6 separate regions of the Mus musculus genome follow, and all the other regions are linked to region 1. A link is a contact called in public HiChIP or PLAC-seq data. All regions are on one chromosome and are shown on one strand. The core of a region is the stretch at or near the end of the contact, and the rest is flanking DNA. Distances in the headings are between cores, read along the strand shown. Region 1 holds the start of Smim13 (small integral membrane protein 13). Region 2 overlaps Tmem170b (transmembrane protein 170B). Region 3 overlaps Gm32184 (a long non-coding RNA gene). Region 4 overlaps Gm32184 (a long non-coding RNA gene). Region 5 overlaps A730081D07Rik (RIKEN cDNA A730081D07 gene). Region 6 overlaps Gm32401 (a long non-coding RNA gene).

The links. HiChIP or PLAC-seq counts read pairs in DNA pulled down with a chosen protein or histone mark.
Region 2: a contact with region 1 is called in an H3K27ac HiChIP or PLAC-seq map of T-cell acute lymphoblastic leukemia, with 8 times the contacts expected there. The contact joins the enhancer-like site here to the promoter of Smim13 in region 1. A contact is called at or near these places in 4 of 39 promoter capture datasets (the C10 cell line, the HPC-7 cell line, cranial neural crest and 1 more), 2 of 15 datasets of contacts at CTCF or cohesin (embryonic stem cells and large pre-B cells), 1 of 484 Hi-C or Micro-C datasets (embryonic fibroblasts), 17 of 115 datasets of contacts at active chromatin or transcription factors (the 230-238 cell line, T-cell acute lymphoblastic leukemia, bone marrow-derived macrophages and 7 more) and 1 of 9 other capture datasets (bone marrow-derived macrophages).
Region 3: an H3K4me3 HiChIP or PLAC-seq map of bone marrow-derived macrophages shows a contact between it and region 1, with 8 times the contacts expected there. The contact joins the enhancer-like site here to the promoter of Smim13 in region 1. A contact is called at or near these places in 16 of 39 promoter capture datasets (the 3T3-L1 cell line, the C10 cell line, the HPC-7 cell line and 13 more), 3 of 15 datasets of contacts at CTCF or cohesin (CD8 T cells, the NIH/3T3 cell line and embryonic stem cells), 8 of 484 Hi-C or Micro-C datasets (CD4 T cells, LSK cells, bone marrow-derived macrophages and 4 more), 38 of 115 datasets of contacts at active chromatin or transcription factors (the 230-238 cell line, T-cell acute lymphoblastic leukemia, Th17 cells and 24 more) and 3 of 9 other capture datasets (adipose tissue, embryonic stem cells and liver).
Region 4: a contact with region 1 is called in an H3K4me3 HiChIP or PLAC-seq map of bone marrow-derived macrophages, with 3 times the contacts expected there. The contact joins the enhancer-like site here to the promoter of Smim13 in region 1. A contact is called at or near these places in 10 of 39 promoter capture datasets (the C10 cell line, cranial neural crest, frontonasal cranial neural crest and 7 more), 1 of 15 datasets of contacts at CTCF or cohesin (the NIH/3T3 cell line), 3 of 484 Hi-C or Micro-C datasets (B cells, bone marrow-derived macrophages and cranial neural crest), 21 of 115 datasets of contacts at active chromatin or transcription factors (the 230-238 cell line, bone marrow-derived macrophages, craniofacial prominence and 16 more) and 3 of 9 other capture datasets (adipose tissue, embryonic stem cells and liver).
Region 5: a contact with region 1 is called in an H3K4me3 HiChIP or PLAC-seq map of bone marrow-derived macrophages, with 2.5 times the contacts expected there. The contact joins the enhancer-like site here to the promoter of Smim13 in region 1. A contact is called at or near these places in 2 of 484 Hi-C or Micro-C datasets (the G1E-ER4 cell line and nephron progenitors), 5 of 115 datasets of contacts at active chromatin or transcription factors (bone marrow-derived macrophages, embryonic stem cells, microglia and 2 more) and 2 of 9 other capture datasets (adipose tissue and embryonic stem cells).
Region 6: an H3K4me3 HiChIP or PLAC-seq map of craniofacial prominence shows a contact between it and region 1, with 5 times the contacts expected there. The contact joins the enhancer-like site here to the promoter of Smim13 in region 1. A contact is called at or near these places in 4 of 39 promoter capture datasets (the HPC-7 cell line, HPC-7-derived erythroid cells, cranial neural crest and 2 more) and 2 of 115 datasets of contacts at active chromatin or transcription factors (bone marrow-derived macrophages and craniofacial prominence).

The regions. Positions count from the first base shown.
Region 1 is chr13:41,248,571-41,251,107 of GRCm38.p6, reverse strand. It overlaps Smim13 (small integral membrane protein 13), which reads right to left and starts at 1,264. Exons shown (of 2, transcript NM_001135577.2): 1 at 794-1,264. The coding sequence starts at 869.
Region 2 is chr13:41,633,473-41,636,009 of GRCm38.p6, reverse strand. Tmem170b (transmembrane protein 170B) reads right to left here. Exons shown (of 3, transcript NM_001163572.2): 3 at 1-1,554. The coding sequence ends at 1,424. Among named protein-coding and RNA genes, the nearest start is that of Gm5082, 14 kb to the left of the region's middle. Within about 2 kb of position 1,264, at least 31 of the 459 cell types and tissues checked have an H3K27ac peak or open chromatin away from gene starts, as enhancers often do. A contact at or near this core is called in T-cell acute lymphoblastic leukemia, where this site is marked.
Region 3 is chr13:41,582,674-41,585,210 of GRCm38.p6, reverse strand. All of the region lies in intron 1 of Gm32184 (a long non-coding RNA gene), which reads left to right. Among named protein-coding and RNA genes, the nearest start is that of Tmem170b, 22 kb to the left of the region's middle. Within about 2 kb of position 1,275, at least 99 of the 459 cell types and tissues checked have an H3K27ac peak or open chromatin away from gene starts, as enhancers often do. A contact at or near this core is called in CD8 T cells, LSK cells, Th17 cells and 10 more, where this site is marked.
Region 4 is chr13:41,550,610-41,553,146 of GRCm38.p6, reverse strand. The region is part of intron 2 of Gm32184 (a long non-coding RNA gene); the gene reads left to right. Among named protein-coding and RNA genes, the nearest start is that of Tmem170b, 54 kb to the left of the region's middle. Within about 2 kb of position 1,261, at least 34 of the 459 cell types and tissues checked have an H3K27ac peak or open chromatin away from gene starts, as enhancers often do. A contact at or near this core is called in adipose tissue, bone marrow-derived macrophages and hematopoietic stem and progenitor cells, where this site is marked.
Region 5 is chr13:40,970,178-40,972,714 of GRCm38.p6, reverse strand. The region is part of intron 1 of A730081D07Rik (RIKEN cDNA A730081D07 gene); the gene reads left to right. Among named protein-coding and RNA genes, the nearest start is that of Pak1ip1, 30 kb to the left of the region's middle. Within about 2 kb of position 1,269, at least 41 of the 459 cell types and tissues checked have an H3K27ac peak or open chromatin away from gene starts, as enhancers often do. A contact at or near this core is called in bone marrow-derived macrophages, where this site is marked.
Region 6 is chr13:41,515,523-41,518,059 of GRCm38.p6, reverse strand. The region is part of intron 6 of Gm32401 (a long non-coding RNA gene); the gene reads right to left. All of the region lies in intron 2 of Gm32184 (a long non-coding RNA gene), which reads left to right. Among named protein-coding and RNA genes, the nearest start is that of Gm32401, 30 kb to the right of the region's middle. Within about 2 kb of position 1,274, at least 34 of the 459 cell types and tissues checked have an H3K27ac peak or open chromatin away from gene starts, as enhancers often do. A contact at or near this core is called in bone marrow-derived macrophages, craniofacial prominence and pre-B cells, where this site is marked.

The DNA.
Region 1 (2,537 bases), core at 15-2,514:
TATTTATAAAATTTTAACCCAATACTCCATCACTTCAAACCCATACTTGGTCTTCTAAATACCAGTGCTTACTGTCATTTATTTGAAATACTCTCCAAACTCTCACAATTGTTCAGTCTCCTGGCTGAGACCTGTGGTTATCAGCTATGTGCATAACGAATTAAGAGGGATGGAAAACACGCCATGAGAACAGTTTAACGTTCCTTCCCTCCTGGGAAGAGAAGTACACAGCAGCAGACCAAACAGCCCCAGGACAGCAGAACCAAGATAAGGTTCCCTGACCCTGGAAGTTTATTACCGCCAGTGGTGTTTTTTTTTTTTTTTTTTTTTTTTTTTTTTTTTTTTGGCTCTGCCCATTATCAAGTAGGCTGGGAATTTGGTTAAAGCCTGAACTTGGAAGTAAACAAACAGCTTCACGTGCGCTGGAAACCCAAAAGGTGATGAAATCTCTCACTAGGTTCAGAACATCCAAATAAAAAGATGAAACCGATCACTGCTCCTTCGAATACAGGCCACGGTGAAAGATCTGGGTAGGCTGTGGCATTATGGCAACCAAGGACAAACCTGCCGGGGAAGCAGAAACGTGCTTCTACCTCGAGTCAGGATGCCAGACCTGAAGGTTCGCTGAGCCTGAAGGTTCGTGATGCCCGGGCGACCTGCCCTGAGCAAGAGGCATGACTCCTCTAAACTCGGTCTTGGGAGCCCGGTGGCCACCGAGACCACCGAGGTGATCACCGTGGACACTTGTCCACGCGAGCTTTCCCGACCGCCCCCGGCGTTACCCCCCACTCACCGCACACCATCAGCAACAGGACGATCAGCAGCGTGGCCACGAACACCAGCAGGGTCAGCCCCACGTTGTGCCACATTTTGAGAGCTGGGGGGTGGGCGCGGGCTCAGCGGCGGGCGGCAGAGCGGCGGGGCGGCATGGACCGCGGGTGCCCGAGGGCAGCGCCCCCAGGGGGCGGAACTTGGCGGTGCGGGGGCGGGCCGCGACGGGACCGGCCCTCAGACCTGCCCCCGGCCGGGGCGACCGAGTCGCTGGTGGAGCGGGCCTTGGGACGCCACTACCGCCTCCTCATCGCTCCGGGGAGCCGGAGCCACGGCGAGCGGAGAGGCCGGCGACGGACGGACGCGCTGCCATGGCGGACGTCGAGGCGGGGAAAGAGTGATCTGGAGGTGGCGCGGCGAACGCCAGGCCCTGGCTGCAGCTCACTCGAGGTCCCCCTCCTCCCTCGGAGACGCCAGATGTCAACCACTCCCCGAGGCCGCTGCAGCTGCTCCTCCGCTCCCCGCCCCCTCCCCCGCGGTAGCTCATCACCAAGCACCCACTCCGCAGCGACTCAGCCGCTGCGCGAGGCCTGCTGGGTAATGTAGTGCAAAGATCGGCGAGAGCTCCAGGTCTCCGCCCAGCAACGAACTACCACTCCCAGGAGTCAACGCTGCTCCGGCTTCTCCTTGCTCTCCTTTCCCGTCCCCTGTGCCTTTGGTGTTCTTGAGCCGCCACCTCCAACTTAGAGACTGCTGATTCTTGTTCTCAAGACTGTGCGTCGGACTGTCTCCCTGCCGAGGTGCCAGTTACATTTCAGCCGTTAATTCAAATACAAAATTGGTTTTAGTGAGCAAAAGGGAAAAGAGGATGGCTGTTGCCTGAAAAACAGGTTGTACTTGAACCCAACCTATTGCTCCCGGCAAAGGTTAGTTACTTGTGAGGAAATAAGTCCCCTGACGTCAGAATCTGGAAAGCCTTCCCCCTCCCCCAGCAACAGATGTTGTGTTGTGTTTTCACAGATAGTACGCTTCAGAAGTAACTGGTGAGTGACTTAGAGACATCTGTGCTCTTAATTCACCTACCTGTTTAGCAAGTTTCGTTCTGTTGTCTCCTTTAATTCAAGCAACATCTGGCCAACAGCCAAAGGTTTTGCCACATTTGCTTGAACTAACTTCTGAAAAACAAGGTATTTATCTCAAGTCCTTTTTTTCTATTTGAAATTAAAACTCCCAGTTCTGCCACATCTGTTAACGCAAGAGGTGATCAGCCCTTTCCTCCCTGAGAAATCAAGGCTTTCGCCTTCCACTGCAACTCTGTGCTAGCCATTCCCAGATGCCCTACTGTGTAAACTGCTTTCCAGCTAAGACGCAGCATAAAAATACATCAAGGCATTACTGGCTTTGCGCAAGATTTAATATACAGTTCCTGTGGAGAGAGTTGAGCTCGATGCAATAAATTTAGAAATCAACTTATTCATTTTTAGCAGATGATCCAACTCACTTGCATAACGGAGCACGTTTGATTTACAATCTGGTTGAAAGGAATACATTTGAATAGATCTAGTTCAAAAGAAATCAGGAAGAATCCAGACCTTTTTACCTTCTCTTTCATTCACATACAACAAACACTTCTGTGTGCTCTGGACTTCTTTGAGGTGCCAAGGATAAAGCCATGGCAGGGGCTGGTGAGATGGCACTGACTGCCCTTTCCGAAGGTCCTGAGTTCAAATCCTAGCAACCACATGATGGCTCATGACCATCCGTAA
Region 2 (2,537 bases), core at 15-2,514, 380 kb before region 1:
TTCTACAATGGATCTTCCCTTAAGTTAGCACGTTTGTAGTTACAACTGGTTATCACACACACACACACACACACACACACACTCAGTTCAACCAGGGTCTGTACTTTCCCAACTTCCTGTATTTGTAATAAACAACTGTGTGTTTTTCTAAACCTCCTAAAAGGTTTTATAAACAAAGTACATTTCCACTGTTAATGAATGTGACCTGAGACTCTATTCGACTCAGGTAATAACTTAGAATCACAAACTTAAACCACACCGCTAACATCCCCGCTTAGATAAAGGTTCTGCATTGTCTTGATACACTCAGACTAACTGCCAACTTGAAAACCATCCACTCAGTCCTCAGTCTTCCCAAGTGTAATTTTCTCCCTGCCACATACACAGAGGGAGACAGTTTACTGCTCTTCCTATGTAAGGTACTTATTATTTTCCTATAAATGAAGCATTCTTAATCCCAGAGCCTAATTTAGGCCACTCTCTAAGCAGTTAGTACTATAGAATCCAAGACACTCAAGACACGTACACAGTGCACACAATCCCACTGCAATGAATTAGAATATTCTGTGAGATGGAGGCAAAAACCTTTAGAAGGGTTGAAGAATGCAACATGCATTTTAGACTTTTCCTTACAAAATTTATAAGAAAAATGTAAATTATATTTTTATGACACACAAGTGACAATGTGTTTGACTCATAAAGGTTTGATCCATATAAATAGAATATGATATATGAGGGAAACTATGAAAGGTGTAGGTTACTGAAAAGTATGCACCCTACAAGTCTGAGTCCATAGAACAGCTCAGCTAGTCGTCCACTGAGGAGACCAGTGGTTTTCACATAAATTAAATAACAACACAGAGACAGATTAAAGCCCCAAGTTCCAGAACACTCAGCTTAACAAACCGAACACCATCCTTGGTATTGAAAGCCCACTATCCAACACTCATGGGATTAACACGACAAAGCTAAGCCTGGCTACGTTACCTGAATCCATGTCAAGTATACTCACAGCACTCACCTATGTCTACACTTGCAAACTGTCACATGATCAATGTTAACAGAAAGGAAAGTTTGGCACATAGATCAATTTCTCAAAACGTTCCTGTAACTTAACACAACACCGTTGAGAACGACGGTTTCAACACCAATGTTAACCTGATTGGCAACTAAACAAGGTGCTTCTTCTTGCAGCTTCACAGAGAGTCTTGTGCACCTTGCCTGGGATGGAGGCACGTAAGGTGCAGTGCGGTAGTGCAAACGTTTGGACGCCAGAGGGCAGGCTTGCCACACGGCTCAAGGTCTTCCCTAGGTTTTTCTTGCTGGGTCCCTGCTTGTACCACTTCATTTCAGCTGATTAACCACACATTTCCGGGGACTCTGTCCACACGTTTCCTTAGTGAAGAAGACATTCCCTCAGAACTCAGAGTGTGGCGAGGATCCTTGAAAAGGAGATGATGAGTGTCAGCACAGTCTGCCCCACGCCCCACACCAGGGCTTCCAGCGGGGCCATGTTCTTCCCAGCCACTCTGTAGATGCCGGCCACTGCTGCACCTGGGAGGGAAGCAGAGCAGAGTCATCCAGGGCCCCACCTGCCACACGCACGGCTGCCTGCGGCAAGTCACCTTTCAGTTACCTAAACAGAAAACCTTCCCCACTCTTCACCTGACTGAGGATCTCCTCCACACGGCTGGTTAACCGTTCCCAAACCCCACAGAACCACACAACCCAAGAACGGTGCTTTTAACGGAACTCTACAGTCCACAGTTCACGCTCTCAGCACTTTTAATGTGAGGATCTTTTCAATAAGAACTGACACTCATGTTTACTCCAGAATACACTCTCATCCATCCCCTTAAAATGCACATATTGAAAAGGAAAGAAATAGGTACTGGTCCCAGCACTCTGGGCACTAACTCTAGAGAGCAGTCACGGCAGGAGGAACTATCAGTGCCTCATAACTCAACTTACGGTGCTGGAATAGCCATCCTGGTCCTACCTCACACCATGCCATCATAAAAGAAGAAAAGGCTAAAAATAAAACCACAGCTGTAAACTTGGAAACCAAGTGGATGGGTTCAGTATACTACGAAAGAGAGGGCCTTAAAACCACAGGGAAGAAAGTGGGAAGGGAGGAAGGGAGGTTAGAAGGAAAGGAGGGTGGGCAGGAGAAAAGAGGAGAGGAGGGGAGAGGCAATAAAGGAAAAGTAGGAGAGAAGAAAAGGCAGAGGGCCAGGTGCAACAGCACCCTCAACCACCGCTCGCTCTCTTTCTCTCTCTCTCTCTTTCTCTCTCTCTCTCTCTCAGCAGAGGCAGGTGGTTCTCAGTGAGTTCTCAAGCAAACATGGGTTGGTGAGATGGCTCGGTGTTCACAGCAACCACTGCTTTCTCAAGGGACCTGGGTTCAATTTCTAGCAACCATATGGTAGCCCATGGCTATCCGTTAACTCCAAGGGATCCAATGCCCTGTTTGGCCTCCATGGGCACCAGACACATAAGTGGTACATAGACATACACGCAGGTAAAATGCCTATATA
Region 3 (2,537 bases), core at 26-2,525, 330 kb before region 1:
AAACTTTCATTAGTGGGTGCTAGGGGGTCACAGATAGTCAGTGGTCTGCATTCCTATGTCGTGAATATTTAACCATGGGGTGAGATAGGGCTGCCCAGCACAGATTCTGAGATAAGATATTCTCCCATTCGTGTGGTTAGCAGCAAGCTCTTCCTTGGGAGGGGGTTTTATGACCTTGTTCCTGGATTTTATGGTCTGTTCCCTTATGGCCTAGTTCCTGGGACTTATGATCTGTTCCTGGAGCTGGCGCCTTATGGTCTTCTTTTCAAATTCAGGCCTGGTCCTTAAAGGGAAACAAATGGAGTTTATGTTGTCCTTTCAGTTTTTTATTTGGGGAAGGGAGTTTGAGACAGGGGTTCTGTAGGTAGCTTTGGCTGGATCACTGTGCACACCAGGGTACCTCAAACTCTCAGAGATCTGCCTGCCTCTGCCTCCTGAGTGCTGGGATTAAAAGCCTGTGGCACCAGACCACCCTTCTGCTCTCTCTCTCTCTCTCTCTCTCTCTAAAGATCAGTGCTTAAATGTATATCACATGTATATTAAGATATCTTTACTAAATTCCAACTCAGCACCATAAACTGGCCTGTCCTCTGAAGTTGTTTTCTTCATTGAAGTGATGAATCTTGGTTTAGCACAAGTAGAGGTCCCAAAACATGTTAGGGTAACTCCTTGATCTGCTGCGGGTGATGCTGGGCTTCCTGACAACGTCCCCACAAATGCTGACAATTTTCTTTTGTGGTTTTGATTCCACTGTTAAGATGTTTCTATTTGTTCATTCATTGTAAGTGTTCCTTTGAGTCCGCACACTGGTTATAATAGCACTTTATATCCTTAAATGTTAATTCCTGTGTCTGTGTCTTCATCCTATCACACTTGCCTTTTAAGACAAATTGTGTTTAGTGACATTTTCCTGTGTCTCTCTAAGTCTAGAAATGCGGAGTCCTTTGGACTGTAGTGTGAATTATCATTTGGATCAGTTGGCGCATAGTGTGACTGATTTTTAGGACTGGTTTCTGTTCAGTCAATCTGTGTGTGTTGATTTTTTGTTTTTACTCTTTGAAGCAGGGTTTTGTGTATCACAGGTGAGCTCAAACTCACTATATAGCTAAGGAGGGATCCTGAACTTCCAGTTTTTCTGCCTCTACCTATTGATTGCTGGGACTACAGGCCTGTATGGTATACCATCGACATTTATGTGGTATGGCATGAACCCAGGCCTTCACACACACTAGGCCATCACTCTACTAACTGGGCTAAATCCCCAGCCCTGTTTTTGACGTAAGGCAAGCAATTAGTTTCACTTTCATTTGATCACCGGCTATGTTTTTCCTGAAATGGGACAGCTTGAAACTCTGTTTAGTTCTTGCAGACTTAGCTGGCCTGTCCGACGTCCTCTCTATGCACAGATAGTAACAGAATGAACCCAGTCTGGGCCAGGCTAATCTACAGGACACCCTGCCCATGTGGTGGCCAGGGCTTCTTCCTGCCCAGACTTTCTCTTCTCCTTCTCCAGTTACCATGGTTTCCCAAATCCTGTTCCATAGCCAAGTCAGTAAGACTGGATTTCTTTTAGAATTTTACCCACTGTGACTAAGGCCCACCCGCAGACAAATATTTGTGTCAAAAAAGGAATCATCCTGCACCATTTCCTTCTTTCAAGTATAAATGTATTTCCAGCTTCTTTCAAACCTGTTGGTGTCTTCAGATTCTTGTAACTTCTATTTTGTGTTGAGATTATAGTCACCATCTGGCAATGGGCTGACCTGATAAAAGCGACTTCTTAATTACTGGAAACTAACTCGAAGTAACATTTTATTTACCAAGAAGTTAGTACTTTATTAATTTTTCTCACTAACTAAATGTAGTAGGCACCTGGTATTTATACTACATAAAATAATTTTCTCTACCCCCAAAATATTTATTAATTTATTTATTAATCACTCACTTCTGAGCATATTCCATGTCATAAGCACTGGTTGCATAAAAGTAGGTGAATTTCAGCCTTCTCTGACTCAGAGTCTAACGATGTACTGTATGTTACCAGTAATTGCCAGCTCGCACTTGGTGAATTATAGGTCCAAGGATATATATGGTTTCTGCTGCTACTGTTTTTATTTAAAGACAAGCCAAACAGCTCTAGACATGACTTCAAAGCGACTGCAGAATCAAATGTCAGTACATGCAGCCCCTCCCTTTTCCAAGAGAGTCAATGGCTCCAAAGAAATGGATCTGGCAACAAGCTTGACTACCTGCACATTTAGACAACTGAAAATAGTAAATCGCAGCTGTCAGGATATCAACCGTGAACTTCAGAAACGTTTCTGCCTAATAACATCTGGACAGGCAGCCTATATTTCCTTTTAAATAGCTTTAGAACTGAAGGCCTTAATATATAAAGTGAAAATGATTTAGTAACTCTCTCTGTCCTCCACCCAGTTCCGCAGTGATAAAAGAAGCCCACGTCTCTGTAAACAGTCACAGGAACATAATGATTTATTAGCATTCCAATTTCTGCCTTCTGTTTCTTTTCATGTCTT
Region 4 (2,537 bases), core at 12-2,511, 300 kb before region 1:
AAGAATTAAACCAACAAACACACACACAAACAAAACAACAAAACAATGGCTAATTTGAGGAAGAAACTCTAGCAGGTTTCTTAAGAGTCCCAATTGGATTCACTTTTGTATATTTTAGTATTTTTTTCTTTTCTTAGTTTTTGTTTTGTTTTGTTTTTTTGAGAGTTGTACCCTTCCTTGATCACTCAGCTCTGTGTCCATCCTTCGCCTTCCTTTGGGAACCAGCTCGTTCCAGTTCCGTCTTGACTGCCTTTGCCACCCTTAGGCTCTGTTCTACCACGTGAATTCTGAAGAGGAAGAGGAGAAAGGGGAGAGGAGAAGGGGGGAGAAGGAAGTAGAGGAGGAGGAGGAGGAGGAGGAGGAAAGAGGAAGAGGAAGAAGCCACCATGTCACTCCATAAGCCATTGGTTCCACAGTCTTAGGGATTCTCCTGTGACCGTCCAGCCTGTGTTTCCTGACTTCCCCCATCCCTGCATCGACCACCTTCTTAAAGGGGTTTCTCCTTTTCTGTCTGCTCTTGAGTTCTCCCCACTTACTGGAAACATCAGGGGCCTTTATTTTACCCCAGACTTCTTGCCTATACCCCAGTCTCCTCTTATCCCCTGCACTTCTCTAACTCAATACCTTAGCTTTGATCACGCTGGAAGAAAAAGAAGCAGGCCGTCATTTTCTTCCTCTACAGTGCAGTTACTTCCTGCAAAATTACCTCTGAGTCCTCCAATCATTTTCACCACCATGTTATACAACGAGACCTCCACTTCTCTGTCTCTGTCTCTCTCGCTCTCTCTTGCTCTCTGTCACTGTCTGTCTCTGTCTCTCTCCCACTCCCTTTCTTCTCTTCATTTTTAGAGAAAGGGTCTACCTGTGTAGCTTAGGCTGGCCCCATCTCACAATCTTTCCTTGGCCTCCCCGTGCTGAGATTACGTGTACAGCTCTCGGAGCTACCTTGCCTGTCGGGCCCTTACACAGCTTGCTGATGAGCCGACTGTCTTCCAGTTTCTTTTTATGATGCTCCCCCCTCTCATGCTGTTTCATAATCTCTATTGTTTAAAACATCACTTCCTTGTTTAAAAACTGTTCACAATTTTCCACTGACTGCACCGAAATCCTCATTTCTTACATACCATTTGGCGATTTGTAATTGGCCCTGCGTCTATTTTTCCCACCGCATTTCTCTCTGACACCATCCCCGCACACCCACAGAGATGACCACATGCAATTCCTGAAGGCTGCCCAGCTTCTCTGAGCACGCGCACACATGTGTGTGAGGATTCCCTCAGAAGTTAGGAGAGGGAGTCAGACCCCCTGGAGCTGCAAACACAGTTAGGAGCCTGTGGATGTTGACCAAACTCAGGTCCTCTGTGGGAGCGGCAAACATTCCAACCGCTGAACTAACCTAGCCTCTTAACTGAACTTTAATGATTTAATAAGTGTCCAGGATCCTGCCACCCATTTAAGAGTCAGGACGTTGGAGTGAGGTTGTTATTTATGTGACTCTTAAACATCACACTTACTGTTTATACTGGATGGAGATAACCACATTTAAAAAGTTATTGTTTATGGGTGTCTTTGGTCTTTGTTTTTGTTCTAAGCCAGGGATGGTGGTGGTGCATGCCTGTTATACTTGCTATTTTTCTGTAGTGAAAATAAAATAACCAGATGGAAAGCAATTTAGTGAAGAAGTGACTGGCTGATTTGGGCCCATTGGCTGACTACCCCTTTGGAAGTGCTCTAGGGACCTGACTGACTTTCTGTGACTCTGCGTTAGCTCTCTGACTCTCTCTGCACTCTGTGTGCTGTGGAGGGGTCTCCAGTCTCTCACACCCCTTTACTATAGTCTACCCGGAGCTGGGTTGTCGATCTTTCTCCTACACTCTTTACCCAAGCCTGAGTTTTCGGCTCTGCCGTCTTCTAGACCATCTCTGCCACTCTTCAGTGAGTTCTAGTCTCACTCCACCCCATAGCTTTCATTCGATAGTGAACGGGAGTGAATGGAGTCACAGAGCCAGGTACAGCAGTGATGTGAGAAGAGGAATGAAACGCATCAGAAATATTTGCTGCTGTCGTTTCATATCCTGACTGGGAAGGCAGACCTGTACTTCAGTGAAATCACATGGCAATTGCTGTGTGTGTGTGACTGTAGGAGTGTGTATGTATGCATGAGAGAGAGAGGGACAGAGAGAGAGAGAGAGAGAGAGAGAGAGAGAGAGAGAGAGAGAGAGGATTTCATGAGTGTGAGAGAAATTATTAGACTGACTTATATGATCAGAGCTGAGTATTCTTATAGCCCATGTCGACAGGCTGAAGAGCCAGGGGAATTAAGTACTCACTCATTTCAAGAAGCTGGAAACCCAAGCAAGAGGAGCAAAGATGCAAGCTCAGCTCAAACCAAAGCAAAAATCCTGGAAGCCCGGAGAGCTGTCGGTCTGAGGCCACACCCCAAAGCTGGAAATTGACAAGACAGTGGAGGCAGGGACATGAGGAAGTTGAGAGAGCCTAACCCAAGTGAGTGTGTTATATGAAAATACACGAGAAAA
Region 5 (2,537 bases), core at 20-2,519, 280 kb after region 1:
TGAAGGTCAGAGGACTGCTTAGGGAGTCACTTCTATCCTATCGTGTAAGTTCCAGGAACTGGACTCAAGACATCACTCTTGGTAGCAAGAGCCCCTCCTCCCTGAGCCATGTCACTGGCCCTACTATATCACTTTCGTACTTTGATTTTTCCCCTTGCAATGGTCAGCTTGGCATAAACTAGAGCCACCTGAGAAGGAATCTCAGTTGAGGGCCCATCTTTATCAAATTAGCTTGTGGACATGTGGGGGGGGGGGTATTGGTACCCTCTGGGTTTATGAGTGATATGGGAGGGGCTGGCTCACTGTGGGCCGTACTGCCCCTAGCAAGTAATTCTGGACTGTGTAAGAAAGCAAGCTGGGCAAGTCATGAAAAGAAGCCAATAGTGAATCCGGGCGTGGTGGCCCACGCCTTTAATCTCAGCACTCAGGAGGCAGAGGCAGGCGGATTTCTGAGTTCGAGGCCAGCCTGGTCTACAGAGTAAGTTCCAGGACAGCCAGGGCTGTACAGAGAAATGGTTCCTGCCTTCAGCTCCTGCCTTGACACAGGGATAGGCTGCATATAACCTCCTGCCCTGACATACATAATACATCCTTTGCAAAACCTGTGGGCTGAAAGAAACCCTTTCCTCCCCCAAAGTTGATTTGGCCATGGTTACCACAGCAACAGAAACCAAACTAGGTCACTGGTTCACGCCCCTCCCCCTGCCTTGTGCCTTCTGCCCTAAGAGCCCCCTTTCAGCGTTCCTGGTACAGGTGTTCTATTATGCCCCAGCCCCTGACTCAAACCCTCTTATTTTCTCTGTGCTCCCCTTTCTAGTTACAGTCCACCTATCCAGACTTACAGGCTCACATATATATTTATATACATAAGTTAGAAGCTAGGATCCACATAGGAGAGATATCATACAGTATGCACGTTTCTTATCACTTCATATAAGAGTATCCAGAACCATTCATTTTCCTGCAAATGATGTTTGCTTTATGACGAAATAAATTCCATTTTGTATCTATACCACATTTTCATTAGCCATTCGTCTGTTGATGAACATCCAGTCTGGTCCAAATTCTTTGCTACCAAGAATATAAGGCAAAAATAAATGTGGTTAGCGGTTGGACATCAGAGCCCTTTACATATCTGTTCTCAGTGTGTCTTAGAACATCCCCACGTCTTGCTTTATCTGGCCCAGCTCCCATTTGCCCTAGAGCACAGCGAGAAGTCATGTGGCATTTCCCATCCAGGGGTGTGTTGTAAGAAATGTGTCACCAAGCAGTTTCATCTTTGAGCAAACACCACAGAGAGACTTGTGTAACTCAGACAGGTCAATCACTATTCCTGGCCTCTTGACACCATTAAGATGTGGTAATCACGAGATATGTATATGACTTGTTATAGCTGCTCCCCCACCTCCGTAGGCTAGAAGATTTATGCTTTAAACTAACAACACAAAAGACACCATTGTAAATATACAAACAAGTTGTAGATTATGGTGTATGTCCATCTTTGTGTGTGCTGTCGTTGTCTACAAGGTAGGAGGTGTGTTTGTGTCTCATTGCCACAACACGAGCGAAATGCTTTGGGCTGATGTAACAGATCTGGTGAAAATGAATCTATTCTAAAGAGACACTCTGTCTCTCCATCTGACTACCAGACTATTGAAACAGGAGAGCAATGAGAATCCCCAATCATCAGATTCTCACTCTGGGGGAAGGAGAGGGTGCCAGACAGACAGGAACTTGTCTCCCAGAGAGAGATTTCCTAGAGTTCTTACAGCCTGCCAGTCCACCTTACAGAAGGGGACCGAAAGCCCCAGACACAGTTTGGTGGAGTCTACTTAGATGTGGATGGATATCCAACGTCCTGTATTTAAACTTTAATCTCACTTCAAGACCCCAAAGACGGACTTGAGGGAGATTCCCTGGCTCCCTTTGTCCTTTTCAATATGGCTACACTGAGTAAATCTCCTTTTGCTGTTTTCCACTATTAATTGGATTTTTAAAATTGGCTCATTAAGTATGGTGGCTGAATTTTGGTTGGAGCACAGGCTACAATGCCCAAATCTGAGGTGCTAGGCTGGCTGTTGATGTCGTTAGGCAGTAAGGACCTTTCAACTTCATTATAACCTTCTAGAGGCACTGTGTTTAGCCCACTGTCAAACTGTTATGTTGTTTTTAAGATAAAAAGCCCCACTCTGTAGCTCAGGCTGGCCTTGAACCTTTAGCAATCCTCTTATGTCAGCTTCTTTTTGTTATTGGTGGTGGTTGTAGTGGTTTTTGAGACAGGGTTTCTTTGTGTAGCCTTGACCATCTGCGGCACCACTCCCTGGTCCAAGAATATATAGGTAGGTGTGGCCTTGTTGGAATAGGTGTGACCTGGTTGGAGTAGGTGTGTCACTGTGGGTGTGGGCATAAGATCCTCACCCTAGTTGCCTGGAAGTCAGTCTTCCACTAGTAGCCTTTGGATGAAGACGTAGAACTCTGGAAGAGGCAGTACAGAACCATTTGTAGTTAAGGTTACAGGTGGGGCAGAGTCCAATCCT
Region 6 (2,537 bases), core at 25-2,524, 270 kb before region 1:
CAAAATCATGTTCTCTATTTTAATATCAAAGATATCTGCATGCTTTCTTTTTTTTTAAAGATTTATTTATTTATTATTTGTAAGTACAATGTAGCTGTCTTCAGACACCCCAGAAGAGGGAGTCAGATCTCATTACAGATGGTTGTGAGCTACCATATAGTTGCTGGGGTTTGAACTCAAGACCTTCAGAAGAGCAGTCAGTGCCCTTAACCACTGAGCCATCTCTCCAGCGCATGCTTTCTTAATATCACTCAACCTATGTAATGCTAATATAATTCTCTTCCATAGCATTTACTCTTCAAATGTATAAAATCCTTTACTCCTACTGAATGTCTCCAGTCTCTCTAAAGATGGGCCTTAAGCTATCTTCTGCCCCTAAACTAAATTCCAGCTAAGAATCTTGGGGTCAGTCAGGACCATGAGTCAGAAAGGAACACATAAAACCTTGCAGATGACTCTAGAGGCTGTTTGCCATTGTTGGGCACTTCACATTTCCGAGGGAGCATTTCAGAGAATTCCCTTGCATTAGAGGAAGAAGTCAGGATTTATAAGCCTTTTGTGAGACAGCTATACACTTTCCTTATTTTGTTGGAGATGGGGGCAGTGGGCCAGGTATTGTGAAGGGCGTTGACTTACTCCACTCTTCCAGTTACAATGGCAAACTTCCCATTGCATACACATGTCTTGGAAGTTTAAAGAAAGCAGAATGTAGGCCATTGTGCAATACTTTGGGAAGGATTCTCTGAGTCCAATGGTAGAGCCAGAAGAATGAGTAAGACTGGAGTTGAGGGAATGGGGCAGTTCTGGGTAATGTAATAGCAAACGATGTCAGGCCGTCTATATGGCCACTTGGGCAGAAATGTAGGAGAGAGAAATTTAGGGCATAGGAGCTCTGCAAAGGCGGCACATGATCATACATTATGTGTGTGTGCACAATAGTGCATATACGCACATGCTGCTGTTTGAACAGCAATTTCCATTTGCACACCCTGCCTTTATAATACTTTTAGCCTCTATCCTCAACCTGAAAGGTATAGTCTGAGTACTAGTAATGATAAAAAGTTTCTCACATGTGGAAAGTGCACACGACTTAAAAGCTTATTCCTGTCCTTGCACCGTTAAAGCGTTGACATGCTCTGGAGGCACTTACTTCTTGGGGTGTGGAGCATGCCTCTCACAGTGACTTTGTCATTGCATTTACAAAGTATCGTTTGCTTCAAGTAACTGCTAAAGCCTGCCCTCACCACCTACAGGATGCTAAGGTTCCGTGCTTAACACTCACTCACTTTCACAAGCATCTTTCTATGAGGCCCAGGCCCTGTGATGGGTTAGTTAGCTGGCTCTACTCTGACGCTGCTAAATCAACAGGAAGGGCGAGGGGCACTGTTGATCAGGGGTCTAGGAATGCAAGCGTCTCCTTTGGCTTCCTGCTCTGCCCACATAAAGGGATAGCTTCATTCAGCAAAGCCAATCCCCAGCTTTAGGCAGCTTTAGCCAACCCTACCCCCCTTTTTCCTTCCTTTTGGTGAATACCGCATAGTGTGGGATACTATAAACCTGCCATGCCTTTCTCAGAACTTTCCCTTAGTGGGAGTTCTGTATTATGAAGCCTGGTGGCCTATGTGTGGGGAACAAGGAGTTCTCAAATGCTGTGCTCATACCTGTTAGACATACTTGTCCCCGAAGCCCTTGACATGCACGCCAAAGTCTGTAACCCTGGCTATTGAAGGAATGTATCTTAGCCTTAGGATCAGAAGCACAGTGATAAAAAAATAAATAAATAAATAAATAAATAAATAAATAAATAAATAAATAAATAAAATTCTGTGTCCAAACTTCCCTTCAAGGAGCCCTTAGAATGGTGAATGATGAAGCTTTAAAAAAATATTTTTTACCCCCTAACAACTCTTCTTACATGCCTTATCTGAGTTGGGACCTAACATGACCTGAATCCCCAGTCACCTATAATACACGTATTATTACTGTATTTTAACCCAAACCAACCTGAAATTTGCTTGACATGGACAACTTGCTTGAGATGTGCCAGCTCCTAAGCTGCAGTCGTTTTCATCTAGGTGTCACTAGCTCTTCCTCCATATTGAAGGAAGATGTGACTCATCTGTCACTTCCCTCTTTTCATAGATTGCTATTAAATGAGCTATGGCATGGCTGGCTCTGGATGCACAACCCTGAATAAGACGAGTTAGGTCTCTGTTATATACTCGCTACTAGAGAGAAAATTCACAGATAGCTAATGTCCCATGGGGTCTGCTTTCTGTCATTGTAAGAAAATGCCTGGGATGATTAACTTATAGAGAGAAACTTCATTTTGTCTTGTGGTTTGAGAATTCAAGTCTGTGATCAAGCAAGTGTGTTGCTTTTAGGTCCCTTGTGAGTGTGTCAGTGACAAGGGAGAATGAGGCAGTTCAAACTACTCACTGCATGTTCAGAAAACAGTGGAAGAGGAGGAAGTGGCCAGAATGCCATAACCCCCTCCAAATGCATAATAACCAATGACCTAAGGACCACCTCTTCGT